Regions from separate parts of the Zea mays genome. Here region 2 is linked to region 1. The links are chromatin contacts, called in public Hi-C maps. All regions are on one chromosome and are shown on one strand. The core of a region is the stretch at or near the end of the contact, and the rest is flanking DNA. Distances in the headings are between cores, read along the strand shown. Region 1 holds the start of LOC100217271 (UDP-N-acetylglucosamine transferase subunit alg13). Region 2 holds the start of LOC100281078 (arogenate dehydrogenase).

Region 1 (3,850 bases), core at 790-3,289:
ACAAGATATTTCAAACAAAAGACTTTGTCGATCGCAAGGTCGGTCTGGCTTTAAAGCTTGCTGATCATTTTGAGCATCACGAACCTGAAACAAAAAAACTCATGCTGCCTGGAAGTTTTGATTCACTGCTGCAGAATAGTCCTTATGCAGAGTATTCAATGATACAGAAATGGAAAAAACAAATTGATAGTAGCAAAAGATGGAGCGGATTCTGAGCAATCAGTGAATTGGAGAGAAACCATGGGGGAGGAATCCTATTCCCATTCAAAACCATGGATCCTTTCAATTCCCTGGTCACCAAATCAGCTCAGAAAGGTTAAGTTATATTCTAGTTGCAATTAACAAACCCACCTTTTACATTCCTTGTACTGTCCTGGATTCTAGGGTAACCTAGCGATCTTTCATGACAACAGAGACATGGTTCTTAACACCAGAGGTTCTAGTCCTTAGGGGGTGTTTGGTTTTTTTAGTTACCCTCCTAAAATTTCTATTTGAGAGGCCTTATTTAAGTCACACTGTTTGGTAGTTTAGGGACTAAACCCCTTAATCATTTACTGGTTCTCTTGCATCTATTAAGAGGATGTTTAGTTCCCACCTCCTAAACTTTTAGTCACTTTTAGTTCCTAAAATACCAAATGGGGTAACTAAAATAGGTCTTCCAAATATGATATGATTTCTAGGGACTAAAGTTTAGGAGTGTGACTAAAGAAACCAAACACCCTCTAAGGATGAAAGGTTCTCAAATCTCAGTCACTTCATCAGATCAGATGAATAAGGAAGTGAGACAGAGACAGCGTGAAAGTAGCTAAGATTACAAAGAATGCGATAAACTGGTATATATCTCATCATTCCAAAATAGAAAAAGAAGAACAATCTAAAAGGAAGTGTGCCGTTTCACATTTTATGGTCTAACATAGATACAATTACTGGAAAAAGAATTCTCCGACGCATTTAGTTCAAGCTGGCAATTTCAAGATTTGGCCAGGAAAATATATAACACCATGGAACATATTCCAATGTTTTCCGCCATTTGGAAACACTATACGTACCTGCATGGCTGATAACTAAGGAAGCTGTTCTCATATTGTCAGCGATGCTTGGTGAAAATGTGAAATGGTCAACTTGAAGGGTAGCATCTCCTGAGACCTGTAGTCCCAAATAGATAAATACTATTAAGTATTAACTTCACTGTAAAATTAGAAACAGGGGACTAAGGTACCACATGAATATTTAAAAAGGGAAAGCATGGTTAACACGATTAAAGTAAGCAGCTGGTGAAACAAGTTGGACAGGAAGAGTAAATTTGCGCAAATAAATTTGCATGACATCCATTTGCCAAAAAAAACATATATGTTGTGCTTTCAGTTTGCCTTTTCATTTAGGATGACTTAAATCACCAGTTACGAACATCCCTATAAGAAAGAGTACAGATTGTCATAATGCAAACTAGTAGACAGGAATTAAATAGTTGTTAGTTTACTACAGAGGTACAAGCGTACTGACCTTGGATGGAACATATGTTCCTCGGCCCATTTGAATGAGAAGATTACTGTAACCTTTTTGCAGTAAAGCCTTCTTCACTTCCGGAGAATCTACGGCCATGACAAGGGCATCAAAGCACGTGGTCCCCACCGTGACAAATACTGTTCGATGCTCCCTCTCTGCCATCGACCCTAACAAGCAGCGAGCTTATGCTACAAAGCTGTAGGCAAAGAAAACAGGAAATTAGATAATGCTGCAATGTTAGGTAAAACTTGTAACAATAAATGCAGTAGAAGAACAGACCAAGCTGTTTGTTCCAACCATGTACTAATTTCCTGGTAGCTAGGAACATGGGAGCAGATCTTATGCGGAAAAAAAATAGTAGCAAAAGGCAGCTTTCATAACTACAAGGATCGTAGAAACACCACATAAATAGTAGTAAGGCACCAGATTTGAGGTGTGGAGGTAAGGGCGCGGCGGAGGCGCAGGGCACGGCGGGGAGCCGGGGCGGGGGCGCAGGGCCGTCGGCAACGGAGCGGAGAGGAGGAAGGAGAACAGTGATCGGAGGAGGAGGATTGGTACATTTGCCAGCTTCGGTTTGGTCTTTGATGTGGGGGGGCAGCCGGGCAACCCGGGATCTGAACGTAAAGAAAGCCTACGGGCCGAATTGGTCGATCAAATTAGTTGATGCTACGATTTGGCCCACGGGATCCGCCCTTCCTTTAGATCGTTGGCTGGGCCTCCCTACCTAATACGTAGAATAACAGCAAGTAACTTCCTTTAGGCCCACTTTAGAACGTAGAAATAGAGCTGTATGACAACTACAATTCTACAAGAATTAAAAATACAGGAAAACATCAATTAGAGTGCTTGGATGTAGCATATAAAGAACACAAGAATTAGAGGAGAGAGATAGACACAAAGGAAAGTTTTCAAGAGGTTGGACCTCTTGTTAGAAATCCTCCAAAATCTTACTACAATGAGCAATCCTATAAGAATTTTATAGGAACTCAATCCTTTATTCCAAAGGGCTATATAGGAAAATTTCCTATATGATTCTAATCCTCCAAAATTCCTCTACTTTTCCTTTTTTAAAAAGGGGCCTTTATATCATTGCTGCTCAAAGATTTCGAAAGTGTATATATAATAACCTTGAAATGCATATGCATCTTACATAAAATAGGAGACTGAGGATGCACTTAGGTGTCGTTTGGTTCACCAAATATAAAGTAAATGACAATGGTAATGATTCATGTTCGATTATCAGTGGTAGCAAGTTTGAATAGGCTAGTATTAATTTCTAGTATAGTATCTGATAATGGTAGGATCTAAATAAATATGATCTAACGTTATCAGTTACCCACCACGTTATAAATATGTGAACCAAACCACACCTTAGTACTTACTCTATGTTAATTTGGAAATCATTATTGTTTAAAATATGCACATATTTGGATGAAATTGTGCCATATTCCTCTCCAAGTCATTCCCTTTAATAAAAAAACAAACGAATTGTCGATGATCCATGGATAGCCGGATAGCATCTTGGAGACAATAGAATCAAACACAAGATTTGCTTGCATTGGTTGCACTTATATTTGTGAATATTATGTCTATGCTATGCTTCATAAAAAAAGAACCGAAGACATGAACACACCAAAATGCAAGGGGGAGAAAACCACATAGCATGCATGAGTGTGGAGCTTAATGTCGCGCTCTAAACACTAGAGTGTTGTTTGGTTCATCAAATGTAACGTGAATAGTAACGGTAGTGATTCACACTTAAGTAACGGCGGTAACAAGTTTGGTTGCGCTGCTGGTGGTCAGCGTAGTGCAAGACGAGAGATCATTAATGCCACAACAACTGAGAGAGGCATTATTTCTCTGTCTGAATTCTAATGCATAATCTTGTTCTGGAGAATACGGAACTCTGAACTGAAGATGCATGATGCAGATGGATGAGATCATGCGACCCGATCCACGCGCACCATGCATGATCGATGGTGCCATGCACAAAGAGCATAGTCGGTGTACGAACAAGTATATATTATAAAACTGAAGGATAATAAGAGATAGCGCCCAGCAACCCACGACAAGTAAAGGTGTGACCAACAGACCAAGGCAGATAGCTGAATCCTTAGCTAAAAAGACTGATCAGATCACAATGTGCAGAAGACATTGCGCCACATAGTGCAGCATGATGCCTTTAACTCGTTATCAAGTCCATCAAAGTGAAAATAATGGTGCATCCTTCGTATATGGTTATTCTCTCCATTTCAAAATAAATACGAGTTATTTTAATTTTTCTTCGTATACAGTTTTTGATATATCGTCTCTAGACACACACATACATGGTTACACGACGCCA
Region 2 (3,850 bases), core at 417-2,916, 190 kb before region 1:
TTGATCCCTAGCAGTGTTCCTGACACCGCTGTCAATCAAGAAAGCAGCTTACCAACCGTAATCAGCAGCGTCCATGGACCCACAATGACAACGACGAATCTAGCCAAAAATATTATTCAGAGTTATTGAGCTCAACTTCTCTATATGATATAACTTTTTTTCTTTCAAATTTATCAGTGTATTATTAAAGAATTTATAAATTTTACACACAAGAGACCAAAAGCCATCTGGTTTTTGGCTGGAAATTGCTCCTGATCCAAGATCCTCAGTGCAAAACATACGCAAGCAGCAGGCTATTTGAGGTTGCTTCTGATCTTCCCTCGTCCTGCTATCAGGAACTCGCAATGCACAAAGACTGCCGCTTTATTCATTCTCTACATCACCATATCACAAATCCCAACGGCCAGCTGCCAAATTCCCAATAACAGATACAGATACAGGCTGTCGACCGTGACATGAGCGGCAGGCAAGCACGGTGGTGGTCGGAGAAGAGAAGGAGAATTGGGGCTGGATCTTTTACTTTTTACTAATAAACATATGACATTGGGAGGATGGCTACTTGCGCACGTTGGAGGAGGAGGAGGAGACGTTGGGGGCGTGCGGGGAGCCCTCGAAGAGCTGCTTCCGGAGCACGTCGTGGAGGCCGTCGAAGAGCCTCTTCTTGACGGAGTCCATGGCCCACTCGAGGCGGTTGAGCAGCTCGGTGGAGTTCTTGTTGTACATGAAGAGGCCGTTGTACAGGTCGAAGCTGTCGCTGCAGGTGTTGTCCACGAGGCGGATCAGCGTCTCGTACCCCCTGGTGTCGACGGGCGTGGAGCGCAGCTCCAGCGTGGCCAGCATCCGCCCGACGGTGTGCGTCAGGAACTGGGTCTCGGCGGCGTGCGCGTCGTGCTCGGCGCAGGACATCTCCACCATCCGGCACCCCTCGCGCTCGAAGGCGCCGAGGAACGCGTCGGCGCGGGCGCGGCGCGCGGGGCAGTCCCCGACGCGCACCCGCTCGAACACCAGCGGCAGGCCGTCCCACCCGTCGCGCGCCGACTCCGGCCCGAACATGGGGTGCGTGCAGATCACGTCGAAGCCGGGCGGCAGCGAGCTCAGGAGCAGGTTCCTGGGGAACTCCTTCACGGAGAGCACGTCCGCGAAGAGGGTGCTGCGGCGGAGCCGGTGCAGGGGCAGCGACCGCAGCACGGCCTCCGCGGACAGGATGGAGGTGGCGAGCAGCACCACGTCCGGGTGGCACTCGCACAGGTCGTGCGGGTCGGTGAAGAAGGCGGCGCCCAGCGCGGACGCCGCCGCCGAGTGGTCCGTCCGCGAGTGCGCCAGCAGCGTGTGCCCCTGCCGCGCGAACGTGCGCGCCAGGAACTGCCCGAAGTTGCCGAACCCCACGATGGCGATCTTCAGCCGCTGCCGCTCCTCCAGCGGCCCCGCCGCGCGGGACTCGTAGTCGAACGGCTGGGCGGCGTCCAGCGCGCGGAGGGGCGCCGGGGAGTGCCCGCGCCACCGCCGCGGGGAGGTCAGGTGGGTGGCGCCTCCCGCGGCCGCAGCCGGCGGGTGGGGGCGGGTTGGTTGGTGGAGGCGTAGGGTGGAGGTGGAAGACGACAGCATCTTTGCTTGGGGACCTGGGGTTGGGCTGCCGCCTGCTCTTGGCTGCCGCTGCCGCTGCCGCTGCCGCTTGCTCTGGCGTTTCCTCGGAGAATTAAGGTGGGAGTGTGTGACTGTGTGAAACAGTGAGTGTGTCTCACATCAGGCACACCTAACGACTCAAGGAGTAATCTATCTGGTATTCTATTAATTATCGTTTAGCACAACCACACGTCTCTAAAATATAGTTTTAATCAATATTTTTTAATATAAATAAAATTTTAATACATCTATATTTTTATAAAAGTACTTTTAAAGATAAATCAGTGCATATAAATATTAGATTTTAAAACTAAATAACAAAATAGAGTAAATACTAACATGCACTTATTATATAGAGTTTTAGTGGTTAGTGATTATATATTATCACGGTTTTTTATATCATATAGATATAGACTTTACATAAATAAAATAGTTATTTAAACATGATTATATTTTTTATTTTCAAAATATTAGTATATATATTACAAGATTTTCTTTTGCTTAACACAAATGGATATGGGTTGTAGTAGTAGAGAACAATAAGTGCCAGAATAGAGGGACGACATAAGACGAAACTCGTGCTTTAAGGTATAATAATGATTAATAGTGGTAAAACTGTAGAATTAACAATGGGTAAATAGATAAGTGTAGTATTTCGATATCATCATTTTCTCTAAAAATTGAACGGGTGTGTTTCAATATCATCATTTTTTCTAACCGTTCTTGTAGTAGTTGTAAGAGGCAAATCAACAAAGTCGCAATCGCAATGATACAGATCTTTGTTAAAAATGGTCAGAACTTTAATAATTGATTGTGTTTGTAATTTGTCATGTTATATGGTTGTGGCATATGTGAGTGTGACTATGTCTTTGTTTGAATCTAAAATTTTTAATGTACTAGACAGCTAGTCATGCATAGCCGGAAATAATTAAGTTATTCTTTTTTTAAAATGGACAGTAAGCTGCCATTCCTGCCTACCACAATGGGATGCCCATATCTGTTAATTTATGCCAATGTATTACTTTTTGACGAGGACGTTAGTACCAAACGTGTTAATCGTGGTATCCATGCTATATTTGCCTCACTACTACAACCGTGGGTGCAAGCTCACAATATGACAAGAGGAATACAAATGTGATTTTGTTTTTGCCTACTAGAACCGTGGGTGCAAGCTCACTATTAGATTTTGGAGGCCAAAGCGGTTGGTACTGCCACCGGGGGTAGGAATATTTCGGACTAGTTTAAAAAGTAAAAACTCAAATTCGCTTAGAGGTTAGAGGAGATTAAGATGAAAACGAACTAAATTTTCTCTCAATCATTTCTAATTTTGAAAAAAAATTAAGTTTTCAAACTAGCCTCCAGATTCCTAGAAAGGTTTCTAGAGCCTTATCATATGGAAAGTGTTGGGGACTTGTTCTCAAATGCTATGAGTCAAGAACAAGGCAACATAGAAAATGTTAATCGGTAAAGTCCTTCGTCCTTCGAAGCATTATTCCCCTTAGGATATAATGGTTTTCGGACGAAGGTTATGAAGGGCGTACCTTCATAAATACATTATACAATGACGAAGGATGAATTATAAGGAATATAAAGGACAACATGAGCAATTATATATTACTTATCATGTATAAACAGAAATAACGTTGGATTACAAATGTACCTTCAACTTGAAGGAGATGAAAGTACAAGCGTGACGCAAAAGCGAATGCCAAATCAGCGTGAACAGTACGGGGGTACTGTTCACCTATTTATAGGCACGGGACACAGCCCATACAAAATTACATTCATACCCTTTACATTTGATAATAATTCTATAGTAGTCTATCGAGGTCTGAATAGCCTTTTCATCTCTAAGTCGGTTTCATTTTCTGCTACCACGCCGAAGCTTTCCTGCTCACATCTTCGGCGCTGCATCGACCTTCGTATTATTCTGGTCTTCTGTCGCGATACCGACTTGAGTCCGAAGATACCTGCTCACACATTATACTCCAGAAATACTGTTAAATCCTGTTTTTGAGGACCTTCGTAAGCCGAAGGCCCCCAACAGAAAGCGCACTCACATTTCACAAAAAATAAACAAAATATAACATTATAGATAGAGACGTAAAATTTTATTCTTATTTATAATAATCTGCTTGATAACATAAAAAAGATCAATATTAAATTTTATATGTTTTTATTTTAAAATACTAAATTTGTCTTAACAATTCCCATATAAATTGTTTTA

What was found. A called contact is a pair of places that touch in the nucleus more often than the background predicts.
Region 2: a contact with region 1 is called in a Hi-C map of bundle sheath, with 2.1 times the contacts expected there. The contact joins the promoter of LOC100281078 here to the promoter of LOC100217271 in region 1. A contact is called at or near these places in 6 of 25 Hi-C or Micro-C datasets (bundle sheath, ear, endosperm and 2 more).

The regions. Positions count from the first base shown.
Region 1 is chr6:94,927,339-94,931,188 of Zm-B73-REFERENCE-NAM-5.0, reverse strand. It overlaps LOC100217271 (UDP-N-acetylglucosamine transferase subunit alg13), which reads right to left and starts at 2,039. Exons shown (of 4, transcript NM_001143623.2): 1 at 1,930-2,039; 2 at 1,504-1,702; 3 at 1,050-1,146. The coding sequence starts at 1,668.
Region 2 is chr6:95,118,310-95,122,159 of Zm-B73-REFERENCE-NAM-5.0, reverse strand. LOC100281078 (arogenate dehydrogenase) reads right to left here and starts at 1,666. Exons shown (of 1, transcript NM_001153997.1): 1 at 348-1,666. The coding sequence starts at 1,605. The coding sequence ends at 556.